5 separate regions of the Mus musculus genome follow, and all the other regions are linked to region 3. The links are chromatin contacts, called in public Micro-C and promoter capture Hi-C maps. All regions are on one chromosome and are shown on one strand. The core of a region is the stretch at or near the end of the contact, and the rest is flanking DNA. Distances in the headings are between cores, read along the strand shown.

What was found. Promoter capture Hi-C pulls out the DNA fragments that hold promoters and counts their contacts. A called contact is a pair of places that touch in the nucleus more often than the background predicts. Capture Hi-C pulls out chosen DNA fragments and counts their contacts.
Region 1: a Micro-C map of embryonic stem cells shows a contact between it and region 3, with 6 times the contacts expected there. The contact joins the promoter of Lztfl1 here to the promoter of Tmem158 in region 3. A contact is called at or near these places in 8 of 39 promoter capture datasets (the 3T3-L1 cell line, the HPC-7 cell line, cranial neural crest and 4 more), 1 of 15 datasets of contacts at CTCF or cohesin (embryonic stem cells), 5 of 484 Hi-C or Micro-C datasets (embryonic stem cells, muscle stem cells and uterus), 2 of 115 datasets of contacts at active chromatin or transcription factors (embryonic stem cells and stem cell-derived neural progenitor cells) and 1 of 9 other capture datasets (pancreatic islet).
Region 2: a contact with region 3 is called in a promoter capture Hi-C map of embryonic stem cells, with 3 times the contacts expected there. The contact joins the promoter of Slc6a20b here to the promoter of Tmem158 in region 3. A contact is called at or near these places in 5 of 39 promoter capture datasets (the 3T3-L1 cell line, embryonic stem cells, liver and 2 more) and 1 of 9 other capture datasets (macrophages).
Region 4: a contact with region 3 is called in a promoter capture Hi-C map of embryonic stem cells, with 4 times the contacts expected there. The contact joins the promoter of Slc6a20a here to the promoter of Tmem158 in region 3. A contact is called at or near these places in 6 of 39 promoter capture datasets (the C10 cell line, the HPC-7 cell line, cranial neural crest and 3 more), 4 of 115 datasets of contacts at active chromatin or transcription factors (bone marrow-derived macrophages, embryonic stem cells and stem cell-derived neural progenitor cells) and 1 of 9 other capture datasets (pancreatic islet).
Region 5: a contact with region 3 is called in a promoter capture Hi-C map of adipose tissue, with 4 times the contacts expected there. The contact joins the promoter of Tcaim here to the promoter of Tmem158 in region 3. A contact is called at or near these places in 10 of 39 promoter capture datasets (the 3T3-L1 cell line, 3T3-L1-derived adipocytes, the HPC-7 cell line and 5 more) and 2 of 9 other capture datasets (adipose tissue and liver).

Annotation. Positions count from the first base shown.
Region 1 is chr9:123,716,333-123,719,032 of GRCm38.p6, forward strand. It overlaps Lztfl1 (leucine zipper transcription factor-like 1), which reads right to left and starts at 1,293. Exons shown (of 10, transcript NM_033322.3): 1 at 1,194-1,293. The coding sequence starts at 1,196.
Region 2 is chr9:123,631,273-123,633,972 of GRCm38.p6, forward strand. Slc6a20b (solute carrier family 6 (neurotransmitter transporter), member 20B) reads right to left here and starts at 1,266. Exons shown (of 11, transcript NM_011731.4): 1 at 838-1,266. The coding sequence starts at 1,087.
Region 3 is chr9:123,259,426-123,262,125 of GRCm38.p6, forward strand. Tmem158 (transmembrane protein 158) reads right to left here and starts at 1,364. Exons shown (of 1, transcript NM_001002267.2): 1 at 1-1,364. The coding sequence starts at 1,120. The coding sequence ends at 260.
Region 4 is chr9:123,677,444-123,680,159 of GRCm38.p6, forward strand. It overlaps Slc6a20a (solute carrier family 6 (neurotransmitter transporter), member 20A), which reads right to left and starts at 1,389. Exons shown (of 11, transcript NM_139142.2): 1 at 1,243-1,389. The coding sequence starts at 1,363.
Region 5 is chr9:122,804,260-122,806,959 of GRCm38.p6, forward strand. Tcaim (T cell activation inhibitor, mitochondrial) reads left to right here and starts at 1,288. Exons shown (of 11, transcript NM_001013405.2): 1 at 1,288-1,429.

The DNA of each region.
Region 1 (2,700 bases), core at 43-2,542, 460 kb after region 3:
GTTCAAGGTCAGGCTGGACTACAGAGAGGATTCCAATATAGACAGGACTAAACAGAGAAACCCTGTCTTGAAACAGCAACAACAAAAACTGTCTTCTAGACATGACAGAACTGCTGGCCTAGAAACTCACAACTGTGGTCACCTGCACAAAGGTGCCAATCAACAATCCAGCACAGAGACGGGGAGGGGTTTATGAGATCGCACTTCTAGCTGAGCAGTTACTGACGGCTGAAGATTTATGAAGGGCAGAGAGACAGTTTCTTTTAAGAGTGTGGCCCAAGGAAGGTGATGGTCCCACACACATGAGTATATGTGCAGCATAAATTGGACTAGGTAGGCTTAAAAAAAACAGGACAGGAAGTAAACAATAATTCTGGAAGATGCTAGGGGATTTAAAATACATTGTATGAATGTATAAAATCTTTAAAGGATAATTTTTTTTAAAAAAGAGTGAGCTTATTGCTTAAAGTGTTTATTTTATGTGCATTGTTTGACAAATCATCTACACCCGGTTTCCAAGTGTTATCACAATGACATAAAAGAGTAAGAACACAAACAAGTACTAACTTTTTTGTGAAGCCACTAGCGTAATTTTTTTTTTTTTTTCGTTTTTGACATCAGAAGCAGGACCAGTTCCTAGCTCAGGATGGTTTAAGAAATGGTCTGTTTTGTTTAGATGTATACAAAGTGACACTTACTAGGAATTGATTGCTGGGATATGTCAGCAACCCACTTGAGCTTCACTTTCAATAACTTCTCTATGCCCAGCTATTTAAATTAATTGTACGATGAAAGGTTGGATGGACTGGCGTTTTCGCTTCAGTTTTATCTGTCTCAAAGTAAGCCCGAACTCTAATACCCAAATGGTCGTCAGACGTCCAAACAAAGAAAACAGCACCGATAATTAGTCAGTTGTAAAATCAGGTGCTTCAGAAAATTAGATTCAACCAAGTTCACACAGAAAGTTGGAACCAGCCCGTCATTCTTCACCCTGGCAAATGTGTGCGGCTGTGTCGGCCAGGGCTTCCCAGACCACAGCCAAGGACGAGGCGACAAGGCCGGAGGAAGGCTTCAGCAAGAAGCTGTCCCCGCGGCTCGGCCGACGTGACTCCCTCCCCGGCGAGGCCCCGCTCGCTCGCTCGCTCGCTCGCCCTCCGCACCCCGGCTGGGCCTCTCCCGACCAGGACACTCACCATGGTGGCGGCGGATCCGACAGGAAACAGGGAGGCCGGCACCGGGGCCTGAGGAACGGAGGTTGTTTAGAAGCCGCGCGTTGCCAATGGGAACGGAGACACGTGGGCCCTCGCTTGCACGCTATCATTGGCTCTCAGTGTCACGTGACGGATGATGTTGCGTAACTGGCTAATTTCCGCGGGTACATTGGCTTTGAGATCCGGAAGTCCCACCTTTTCTTGCCACGCTAACCTGGGGCGGTGCCTGCCGTTGCCAATGGCAACAGAGAAATTTCCGGTCGGGGGTGGGGGGGGGGAGCTGAGCAGCGCCTTAGGTGCCAGCGTGTTTGCCTACAATCAGGACAGAAGTTGGGCTTTGGCACCGGGATCCAGAGCTGGTGGTTCCAGACCTCTGAGAAGAACAGGCTGAGTGAACAGGGCTTCAGCGTGACTGCATCCGGCTATCAAGCTCATGCTGGCCCTGGTGCACGCCCTTCCTCCATCTGCATTGTTTTATAACGCTGGCAGAAGAGAATAACTTTACCTTTTTGGAAAAAAAATGTGCAAAAACATAGGTTTATATAGAGTAGTGAATTAGAGAGACAAACACTAGATTCGCCAGGAGAAGGTTGTGGAATAACGTCCTGATCTCCCTGGCGGAAGTTTTCACTTATGAAGTCTAACTTGAGTCATTAGAATCTTCAAGTTTTGGGATAGGTAAAGATCCTTTCCAAATCTGTTGGTGATCTTTTTGTCTTATTGACGGTGTCTTTTGCCTTGCAGAAGCTTTGCAATTTTATGAGGTCCTATTTATTGATTCTCGATCTTACAGCGCAAGCCACTGCTGTTCTATTCAGGAATTTTTCCCCTGTACCCATATCTTCGAGGCTTTTCCCTACTTTCTCCTCTATAAGTTTCACTGTCTCTGGTTTTATGTGAAGTTCCTTGATCCACTTAGATTTGACCTTAGTACAAGGAGATAGGAATGGATCAATTCGCAATCTTCTACATGATAACAGCCAGTTGTGCCAGCACCATTTGTTGAAAAATGCTGTCTTTTTTCCACTGGATGGTTTTAGCTCCCTTGTCAAAGATCAAGTGACCATAGGTGTGTGGGTTCATCTCTGGGTCTTCAATTCTGTTCCATTGGTCTACTTGTCTGTCGCTATACCAGTACCATGCAGTTTTTATCACAATTGCTCTGTAGTACAGCTTTAGGTCGGGCATAGCAAACACAGAAGTGGATGCTCACAGTCAGCTATTGAATGGACCACAGGGCCCCCAATGGAGGAACTAGAGAAAGCACCCAAGGAACTAAAGGGAACTGCAACCCTATAGGTGGAACAACAATATGAACTAACCAGTACCCCGGAGCTCTTGTCTCTAGCTGCATATGTAGCAGAAGATGGCCTAGTCGGCCATCACTGCAAAGAGAGGCCCATTGGACTTGCAAACTTTATATGCCCCAGTACAGGGGAACGCCAGGGCCAAAAAGGGGGAGTGGGTGGGTAGGGGTGGGGGTGGGTGG
Region 2 (2,700 bases), core at 16-2,515, 370 kb after region 3:
TGGTCAGAGCCTGACCCCAGCTTGTCCTTGTGTGCAAGCAGGGTCCGTGCACCGCCTTCTCATTCAGGAGGCTTCTCAAAATCCCCTTGCTCTGAAAAGGCTGAGTTTTTACCCTTTACCAACTTGATGTCAAAGGAGGCTGAGGCCTGTGTGATTTATTCTCTGGAGACACTTTACAGCAGAGGCCATATTTCCACAGATGTTTGGAGTTAATGCTCTAACACTCAAAGGTCATAAGATAGTCCAATTTTAACCCAAAGTATCAAGCAGTAACCACATCAAATCTGGTGTGGCCCTTGGTCATCTTGTCTCTGTGACAGAGCCTGGATGCTTATCTGCTAGCTAGGGCCAAAAGAAAACTCAAAGCTCATACCAAGGTAGCAGTGTGGTCACCTTTACCTGTGCGTGGCAATCATTTCCATCACTTCTTCAAACCTCAATAATTCAATTTAAGCAGATAAGCTCTGCAGTCCTTTTGTCAAAACAATACAACTGAATCAAAAGAGCCTTACTTAGTTGGTATCACAGTTCATGCACAGAAGAGGAAGAAAGGAAGTAGATCATAGTTCCACATGAACAACCCAGAGGTTAAAGAGTTAGAAGAGGAACAGAGAAAACCTTCATGACTTCAAATTAGCTGAAGATGTTTTAGATAGCAGAACAAAAGCACTGTCCACGGATGCACAGGCCAAACCTTCCCTCTGTGCGGGGCTTGGGTCAGCAATTTGGAGAGGACATCCAGCAGACCTATAATTCATCCAGATCCCAGGAAGGTGAAAGTTTGAGATGTGAAGCACTCAGTCAGGCAGACATGCTGCACCTGCCCATTGTACTCACCTCCGCCATACATCTGGCACAGGTAGGGGAAGCGCCATACATTGCCCAGGCCCACAGCATAGGAGATACAGACAAGTAGGAACTGCAGGGGGTTGTCCCACTTTGGCCGCACCTTCTCCACAACCCCAGGGTGGGCACACTCTGTTGACCTCGGTCTTCCTGGGTGCTGACCAGGTCCTCCAGCGCCTCCCCAGGGCTGGAGCTCCTCATCCTCTGGCAGGGAGACCGCATGTGCTGAAGGTGATTCCATCTTCTGAGACAACTCTCACTGTAGAATGAGCAACACCTGTGCCCTCTTCCGCGCCCCACCCCCAAACCCCTGTGTTTTCTACTGTTTCTTTCCAGGACTCTGGAATCAGCTTTCGACCCCAATTCTGTGTTGGTTCCCTTCTTGACCAGTGCTTCCCTCGCTGCCTCAACCTCACAGGTGGCCAGTTTAGATCCTCCCACTAACCTTTGGCCACATTCCTTTCTGTGTCCTTTGTCTCTCAAACTTCAGGATTTCTGGGCTCCTCTTGCTGTTAAGGGTGTCTGCAAAACAATTCACAAATTTGGTTGTATCTGTTGGAGGCTGGTGGTGAGCTGGAAAATGTTTAGCTAAATGTTTAGCTACAGACTGCAGAAAAACTCTGATCTATGTACTTATCAATTTTTCTAGTACAAACACTCCCACTATGGTGCATCCTGAGCTACCAATAAAATCCATTAAGTGAAACAGGATGCCATTATCTTGGGTTCCCACCTTACACACACAACGACAGAGATTCTCAGTTGCATAACTGACAGGTAAAGGGTAGCAAGTATCAGACAGTGAGCTGAGCATTGTGTCTGATTTGTAATTTACGTATCGCTTGGGCCTCAGTGATAACTGTATCTAAGAAGCAAAGGGGACGAAGCTCAGTTCTCTGGGGTGTCCAGATACCCCGCACAGATGATTCAGTCCAGCTTAACCCCACCTGAGTGGTCCCAGGAAGCTGCCTTGGCTAATGGATGACTGCGTATGGATGGGAACTTCACTGTACCTACCAGAAACAGGATACAAAAGACCATCAAACTGTGTCACTTGAACTCTGGACAAAGGAGAGAAAGTGGGTACAGCTGTGGGCAGGGTTCTATAGTCTTATTCTACTAAGAAGGTTATGCAATTTTCAATCATTTGCTCATCCTGGTGAGTGCACTGTTAATTATCAAAGTCTCTAGTTTCCCCATATGAGAAAGTCCAAACTCCTTGGTTCTGCTTGCAAAGCCTTGAGAACTTTTTTTAATTTTTATTTTGATGTTGTTGGTGTTGCAGGCGTCTTCTTCTTTTTTTTTTTTTAAGTTATTTTTGTTTTGTGTTTTGCCTTCATACTTGTGTATAGCTATACCTCTATCTATCATTCATATATACATGAATATATACAAATATGTGTATGCACATATATCTGGAACTGGTAATATGGATTGTTGTGAACCGCAGTTTGGAAACTGAACCCAGGTTCTCTGCAAGAACAGCCAGAGAACTGTTGGTTGTTGTTGTTGTTTTAATGGAGCCATTGCTTCAACCTCCATTTTGAGATGGAGGTTTGCTAAGTTACTTGCTTAGGCTAGGTCTTCAGTCTTCCTGCTTCAGCCTCTCAAATAGGTGGGGTTATCGGTATATATTACCACACCTGGTTCATGTTGACTCCTAATTACAATTATATTATTTGATATTTGTTTTGTGCCTTAAGTAAGATATGGTCTATTCAGAGGAAGTTCAATGTGCTGATGAGAATGTATATTCTATAGCTATTGTATGGATAATTATGTTTTTAACAATGACCTTAACAATGATCTTCCTGTTTATTTTTATGGGGTTTTGTTGTTGTTTGTTTTGTTTTT
Region 3 (2,700 bases), core at 114-2,613:
TGCCGCAGGGGAAAGAGCCGGTTTCCCTTGTGTCCTCGAGCCACGCGTGGATCCCACCCTTCAGCCCGAGAGCTTGCCCCTGCTCTTCCGAACCAGAACCTCAGCACAAACCCCACTTTCCCACCTCATTTGTGCCTCTCTGCGGTCCCCTCCCGGGAAAAGGATGAACAATAAGGACAGCACGAAGCGCACCTGCCCCGTCTCCGGTGAGGAAGGCGCGTGCGAGCGCTTACACAGCGCGGACGCGGGGCGGAGGGGGTCACTTAGGAGCCACCCCCGAGGTGACAGCCGCGGCAGCAGCAGCAGCAGCTGCAGCAGCGGCGGCGGCAGCGGCGGTAGTCCCCGCGGGTACGGCTGCAGGAGCGGCCGCGGGGGCGCCGGCGGTGGTCCGGCGCTGCTCCATGCCGTTGGGCAGGAAGCCGGCAATGATGGGCACCGGCCAGATGAGGGCGGCCACGCTCCACACCACGATGACCAGGGTCATGAAGCAGGCCACCAGCGTAGACTCGATGGGCTTGCGGTTCAGCCGCCAGCCCGGCTCGCCCTGCAGCTCCTCCAGGCTGAAGTCCAGGCAGCAGAAGTGACGAGGCTCGCCCTGCAGCCACAGCGGCCCCGGCTCGGCCGCCGGGTAGGCAGGCAGCGCGGTGGGAGCCCCGGCGGGAGCCCGCAGGCGGCCGCGCACCCAGCCGCAGCCCACGCACAGGCGCAGGTCTTGCTGCGCGCCGCCCGCCGCCAGCCCCAGATGCTCGATGAGCAGTGGTGGCCCGACGCGGTGGAAGGCGGCGGCGAAGAAGGCGCGGCCGTGCGCGTTGGTAGAGAAGAGCAGCAGGTCGCACTGCAAGCCCCGCGGGCGGCCCCAGCGCACGAGCAGCGAGCTCAGCATCTGTCGTTGCACGCTGATGTTGCAGGGCGCCGCCGGAGCCTCCTCTGGGCCCGCGCGCTCTGGGGGCGCCGATGCCGCCGATGCCAGCAGACGCGGGGTGGAGTGTTCGTTGGTGAAGGACGCATTGGCCGAGGCGTTTGGGGGCGTCCCTGCAAGGCCGGGCGCATCCGTGGCCCCGCCGTGCGCCGGCGGCAGCTGGCAGGCGGCGGCCAGTAGCGCGGCGAGAAGGGGCAGCATGGCCTGTGGCGAGCGCCTACGCGCGCGGGGCAGGCGGCGGCTGCATGGCGCGCAGGCGACCGTCCGGTGAGGGAACCGCGGGGCCTGGAAGGCCGAGGCGGAACTCTGCCAGTGTATTGGGACGACACCGGCTCACGGGCCGCGATGGCCTCTTCAGACTCCGCTCGTCGAGGTTCCGCTGCCCCCAGAGCTGGGGCCCTTGGACGGCCAGGAGGCTCTGCTGGCTCGCGGCGAAACGAGAGAGGATTCCCCTGCTCGGCTCCGCCTTCCGCGCGCCCCGCCCCCGGCTCACCGGGTGCGGGGAATTGGGAGGGCGGGGCTCCACTCGCAGGGGCGGGAACTGAAGACCTGAGCGACAGGGCGGTGCGTGGAGGCGGAGCGAGGGGACCCCCGAGGGCGGGAAGCCCAGAGCGAGTCCCGGAGCCCAGACAGTCCCTCTGTCACGCCCCCAGGAGAGCTAATCAGTACCTCCTTTCTGCTTAGGAGAAACTAAGAAGGGAGAAAGTCTCCGGGCTACCTCAGGAGCCAGAGACAGGACTCTTGTACCTTTCTGCTGAGTTCAGAAATTCAGATCTGGAGTCTGGCTGGTTTTAATGTGTCTTCACCACAATAGATACATATGGGTTTTTTTGTTGTTGTTGTTGTTTTGTTTTTTGTTTTGTTTTTGTTTCGTTGTTTTGTTTTACAGGAAGAGAACTCATAAAAAAATCCTCAAAATTCTGAAGTTTTGGTGTTGGTTGGGGCAATGGGAATGCAAATCCCACAGGTCGGATGCTTGAGGACACCTGCAGTCTAGTGTGCACATAGACACAAAAAATTTGTATGTTAGAGTCCATGAATATCAGTCTTCCGGGATGTATATTGTGGAGAGGTGGAGTTGTCAAGAGTAATTTAATAGGATACAATTTATATTAAGAAGCCTACCTGAGTCCTGAGCTTGATGGTACAAGTCTGTAATCCCAAGTGAGAATCCAGAGTCCAAGTTCCTTGGAGAGGCCAGCCTGGGCTACCTGAAAACCTGTCTCAAATAAACAAAATCCAGTACTAAGGTGGTGAGGAGAATTATGAGTTTGAGGACAGCCTGGGCTACACAGAAAGATGCTTTCTGTAAAGAACAAAAAACGTTCTTGGGAAGAAGAGGCAGCTCAGTTGGAAGGGTGCTTTCCTAGTGTCCTAGCAAGCCCAGGGTTCAATCCCCATCACAAAAAGGAGCAAACTGCACTTCCCTTGTTTTCTGGCCTCACACTTGGAAACTAATGTCAACTGACCCCTAAAATGGCTTGAAACAGTTGTGCTCTGTAAATCTAAGAGTGACCCTCCCTCTAAGCCAGCTAAGCTTTCCCAAGGGCCTGTGAAGGACAGGATGACAGCCATTGCTGGGTACAAAGTGCTAAATATATTTCTCTAAATAGTTCTCTCTCTCTCTTTCATTCTTTCTCCTGCTCTTTCTTTTGAGTCAAGGTTTCACTTCGTAGCTTTAGCTGTCCTGGAACTTATTATGTAGACCAGACCGGCCTCAAACTCTCAGAGATCCACTTGCCCCTGCTTCTTGAGTTCTGGGACTAAAGCCATGTACCACT
Region 4 (2,716 bases), core at 139-2,638, 420 kb after region 3:
TAAACAAGTTAAATTCTGTAATACATTAATATTTTTTACTGTCCTGATATCGAGAACTAATGTGCTGATTAGCTTTCTCTCCACCCATACACAAACACATGCTATTAGATCTCTCCTCCCATGTATACACAAACATGCTGTTAGGTAAATAAGAGCCACCCAGAAAACTATTGATAACACTTGAAATTTTTTTTTCATTTTCCTTTTCTCTGAATGGTTTTAAGCACAAGTGCTTAAAAATGTTTTACAGTTTTGAATATGACTTCACCTGCCTCCACTTATCACATGATAACACTATTAAGATAAAATTCTATTAAAACTTTACCTTTATGGCTGCCAAGGATGTTCCACAACTTACTGAACCAATATTTTTTTTTTTTCTGAATGGCTTAGCAAGTTTCTCACATTTTGATCTTATTAAAGGCGGTAGCCATGCTATTTTCTGTCTCTGTTCATATGCTGCGTTTTCCTTTAGATGAGGTTTTAGAAAATGGAATTGAAGAGGGAGGTTTTTATGCTGAGACTTACTTCCTTCATGCCATACTGACCCCAGAACGGTACTTGGACTTCGGAAAGTCCCAGTCCCAGAGTTCTCAGCTCTTTTCCCTGCTTTAGCGGGTGCAGGGTGAGGTGTCTGTCCCACCCTTAACCCCCAGTTTCTCCCCTAGGTCAGAGGAAACATTTATAAAAACAAAACAGCAGAACCAAGAAACTAATTCTCCGGGCACGGAATTATTTGTTTTTCCCTCCTGTGATTCCAAGCCCAAACTAAGTCTTCACATCTACAAACCGATCCTTTTTATTAAGAAAAAGTAAAAGAAATCGCTCACGATCCGTTTGACTGGTGTTTCAACTTGCGGTCGGGAACTTAAATTTCGGAACTGCAAGTTGCACGACAAGTTCCTGATAAACAATTTAGTGTCCTCTTTCACACCTCTGTAGACGGCACCGCACCTTTCCTCCCGGGACAGCAGGTTCCCCGCCGGCGCCGCCCTGCACCTGCTGGAGCCACAGTTCGGACTCGGGACCGCGAGGGTCAATTTCTTAGGGCGACAGTCCCCGCGCCGCGGCGTTCTCGGTTACAGGGGCCACCCGCCCTTGAACTTGAAGCGCGTGGGACCGAACACTTGGCCGAGCTGGGGTGTTCGGGACAGAACGCCACCCCGAGCGGAGGCTCGCGGGCCGGAATGCCACCGCCGCTCGGCGTCCAGGCACCCGGCGGTCCCGCCTGTGCGCACTCACCTCCGCCGTACATCTGGCACAGGTAAGGGAAGCGCCACACGTTGCCCAAACCCACGGCGTAGGAGATGCAGGCGAACACGAACTGCAGCGGATGGCCCCACTGAGGCCGTGCCTTCTCCATGTCCCGAGCTCGCTGCTCCCCGTCAGGGCCTGGTCTCTGGCCGCCGCCGCTCGCCCGCCTTTTAATTGCTAATCTCATTAACGCGCGCGCGGGGCGAGGCCGGTGAGTGGGGAACGGTGAGCCCCACCCTAGCCTCGGCGGGCGGGGAAGGCGCCCCTCCTTGGCCCTGCGTGTGGACTTCAGAGCTCGGGGAAAGGATCATGTTTCCTCAACTTCTTACTGATTAATCGATGACAATACTATATGCCTGGCACTGCTGTGCTGCGGGAAGACACAGCAACCCCACCCCTCCAGGGCTCACATTCAGGTGGCGGGAACATTTAAATACCACGGAGTGACTCGTTCTTAACTTCTTTTGACCCACTGGGGTAATTTCCTTTAATTAATACCACCCAGTTCACCTAAGTCGGTGATGCAGGGGCAATTTAGGTAAAGCAGAGAGAGAGACAAGTCCTAGAGACAGACAGGGATCCAGGACTTCCCAGAGGAGAGATGACTTTTGCACAGAGAGGGTGGGTGTGGAGATTCAGAGGCAGATCACTCTCCTAGCACTTCTGAGACCCTGAGTTTGATCCTAGCACACATGGGAGACTTAAGGGTCTCCAACTACCGGCCCTTGCCTGCACCTGTAGTGTGGGCAGAATCAGGTTTTGAACAGCTGCCTTGAGGCCAATGGGAGTCAGAGATTCTCTTCCCTGGGCCAGGTGGAAACCCAAGAATTCTCATGTTTTTGCCAGTCCAACAAGAAGATATAAATGAACCTAACTCAGTAAAGTTTGGTACAGTGATGCAGGATCTGTTGTTTGCGTCTATATTCCACCACAGACTAAATTCTGTGACTTGGCAAGCCATTTAACATCTTTGACCTTGTTTCATCTGTAATAGAAAAAAAATCTGCCCCAACCTATCCTAGGACTTTTAACCTTAAAACAGTAAAGAAAGCAAAGTCACAACACAGTGGAAGAAACTCTAGATTCTTAAGCTTTAGTATATATATATATACTAAATATATATATTTCCTGCATCCTCCTATGTCTAGTTCCAGTCTTGTTGGTGGACATTTGTGTTGTCCAGTTTGTGGCTACTATGAATAGAACCAAAGTGAACATTCTAATATGGCAGGTAGATGGACTATTAGGAACTTTGGGACTATGTGCGGCATCAAAAAATATCAGTTCACATTCTCATTAATCCCAGCTGCTCTGCATCTTTACTGTCATTCCACAGACTGTTTTTTGTTTTAACAAAGCAAAACAAAAACAAGCATTTATTGGGACCAGGTGCCATGGCATGAGTGGAGGTCAGAGGTCAGAGCAAGTGGTCTTACCATCTTGCTGGCACTGCCATTCTGTT
Region 5 (2,700 bases), core at 38-2,537, 460 kb before region 3:
TTTCAGTGGGTCTCATATGACTATTACGTGTACGTTGTGGGAGGAGCACACATCCATGTGGATTTTTGCAGGACAGCGTTTTTGGAATCTGTTCTTTCCTTCCACCTCCATCTAGTTACGGTAATCAAACCACAGTGGTCAGGCTGGAGGGTCTGATAGCAAACACTTTCATCTGTTGGTCGACCTGGCAGCACAGTACTGTATGCTTTATGATAATATGTGACTAAGGACATTGCTAATGAAAATATTTTAAACAAATGTGCCAAAATATAAATATCTAACAAGGATTGTCCCAAAACACTAAGAAGTTAAAACTTCAGAAGTTGTCAGGTGGTGGTGGCCCATGCCTTTGATCCCAGCACTCAGGAGGCAGAGGCCAGCAGATCTCTCTTCAAGGCCAGCCTTGTCTACAGGACTACACGGAGAAATCCCGTCTCAAAACAAAAAACAAAAACTCCTTCAGAAACCACCTTCAGTATCTGTAGCCTATTCTCTTTAACATAGTCCTCACTCTAAATAGTACTGTACGCCACAAATTCAAGTCGTCTAGAGGGGAAAAGCCCTAAATAGGGTAATAAATGGGACAAGTATTTAAAGGAGTTCTCAAAATGGGTAGAGGCAGTGTCCTTAAATCTACAGTCTCACAAGGGCAGGAAAATTGAGTCCCAGCACTCTTAAGCTTGCGTGACATGTGGCGCACACACTGCCTCAGAGACAGGTGGGCAATTGTAAACTATGCTCCTGCAGACAAAGGACACGATGTGGGCCGCAAGGTCGTCTTCAGGAGAATGAAGATCTGAGAGAAGGGGTGGGATGGCTTCTTGCTGGTTGACCAAGCCAAGAGGTAGCAAAGCGAAAAGCAGTTTATATTCCATCATTTGCAGGTCTGGAGATCAGTTACAGACGTCCAATAAAGCAGTAAAAAGCCCATGCTGAGTACACTGAACGTTTAAAAACAGCCTAGTAAGGAGTCGCGATGTGTCATGCCTGTAATCAAAGCACGTAGGAGGCTGAAGCAGGAGAATTGCCGCAAGTTCAAGGCCAGCGTGGGTTACAGTGTGAGCCACTGTCCCAAATAATTAAACTATCTCAAATAGATTAGATTGAGGAAAAGTCAAGTGGGAAATGTAAGCCAGAGGAACCGGATCTTTCACACTCAGCTGCATCTGGGAAGCCTACCAAGACTACCAACGGCTGCTCAGCAAGAACTGCGTCACCAGAGCGCCTTGCATAGCTCCGCCCCTTCCCCCCTCCCCACCAGGGGCTGCGCGTGCGCGCTTTGGCCCCGCCCCTGCCTCCCGCTACTCCTTTACCTTTGCTTATCGTCCTCCCACCTGCCTGCCAATCATCTTTCTCCCTCAGACCTAGTCGGCCGGAAGAACCGGCTTGTGTCTCCCGAAGCTGCCTTCGGAAACCCGCAGATAGCGGGGTAAGGACACCGCTTTGAAGCGGGGTGGGAGGCCGCTGAGAGCCGACGTCCTGGCTGGGAGCCGCTTGCCGGCCTTGCGCAGGCGTTCTAGGAGGAAGGTCGGTCCGCCTTAGCCAATGAGCATGGTTCGTGCGGCCTGCCGGCTCCAAGTGTCGGGGCGTCCAAGCACGAACCCAGGCCTCTGAGACAGTGGGCCAGACCTGTCAGGAGCTCCCTGCAGAGCGAAAGTTGCCCAGGGACTCCACACTTGCCACACAGGCCTTGGCCTGTGCGTGCTGAGGCGTAGGCGAGGCTGTCAGATGGGAGCTGGGTTTAGGCTGCTGCTGGGAGAGCCTTGAGGCTGGTGGGGCCCTGGGAGGAGCTGCACCCCAAGTTGCGGACCTGTCCATTCACCTCTAGACCTGTAATCAAACTTATGGCTAAGTAGACTCTCAGAGGGGAGTCTGAGGCGTAGATTACTCAAGTGCACTTCACCACTAAAGAGCTTAAGGAGTGTGCTAATTCATTCAAGACATCTGTGGAATGTGTGTGTGCGAATGGGTTTAAGATTGTAGGATAATGGTAAAAGGAAACAGGATCAGGCTGAATTTTATCAGTTTGAGACCACCGATTGGAGATTCCAGATTTAATGTGGAGTTCATATAGTTTTAAAAAGGTGTCAAAGTTTGGTTGGCTGGTTGGTTGGTTAGATTTGTCTACAGATGGCCTACTGAAAAGGAACTGGAGATGCCTGCCATCCCTTGGCTTAGTGTTGATGAAGGAGTTTTAAGCTCAGGGAAATTGCAGTGCTAGAGTGGGTACTCTCTGAAAAACCTGATCCCTCATAATGGAAAGGCCCAGAAGACATGCCCTACACTAACCTATAAGATGAAAATGGTTTGAGGGGGCAACAGCAGGTCCGAAGAGTTTTTGTCGTAATTTTTTCTCTTGTGCCAGATCTTAGGGTTCAGTGGGTGTAATTGGACCTTGGAGTAGCACCAGTGCCTGTATATATTAGGTCAGGCTGGGCCAGAAGTGCCTGAATCCTTCTTGAAACTGTAGAGTTTGTAGTTATGATTTAACTCTCCAGCAAGATACAAAAGGAAAGCTAAAGAATTTGTTATCTAGCCAGGCGATGGTGGAGTGTCATTAATCCCAGCAATGGGAGGCAACAGGAGGCAGAGACAGTTGGATCTCTGTGAGTTCAAGGCCAGCATGGTCTACAGAATGAGGTCCAGGACAGCTAGGGGTGTTACACAGAGAAACTTTGTCTCCAAAAACAAACAAATGGA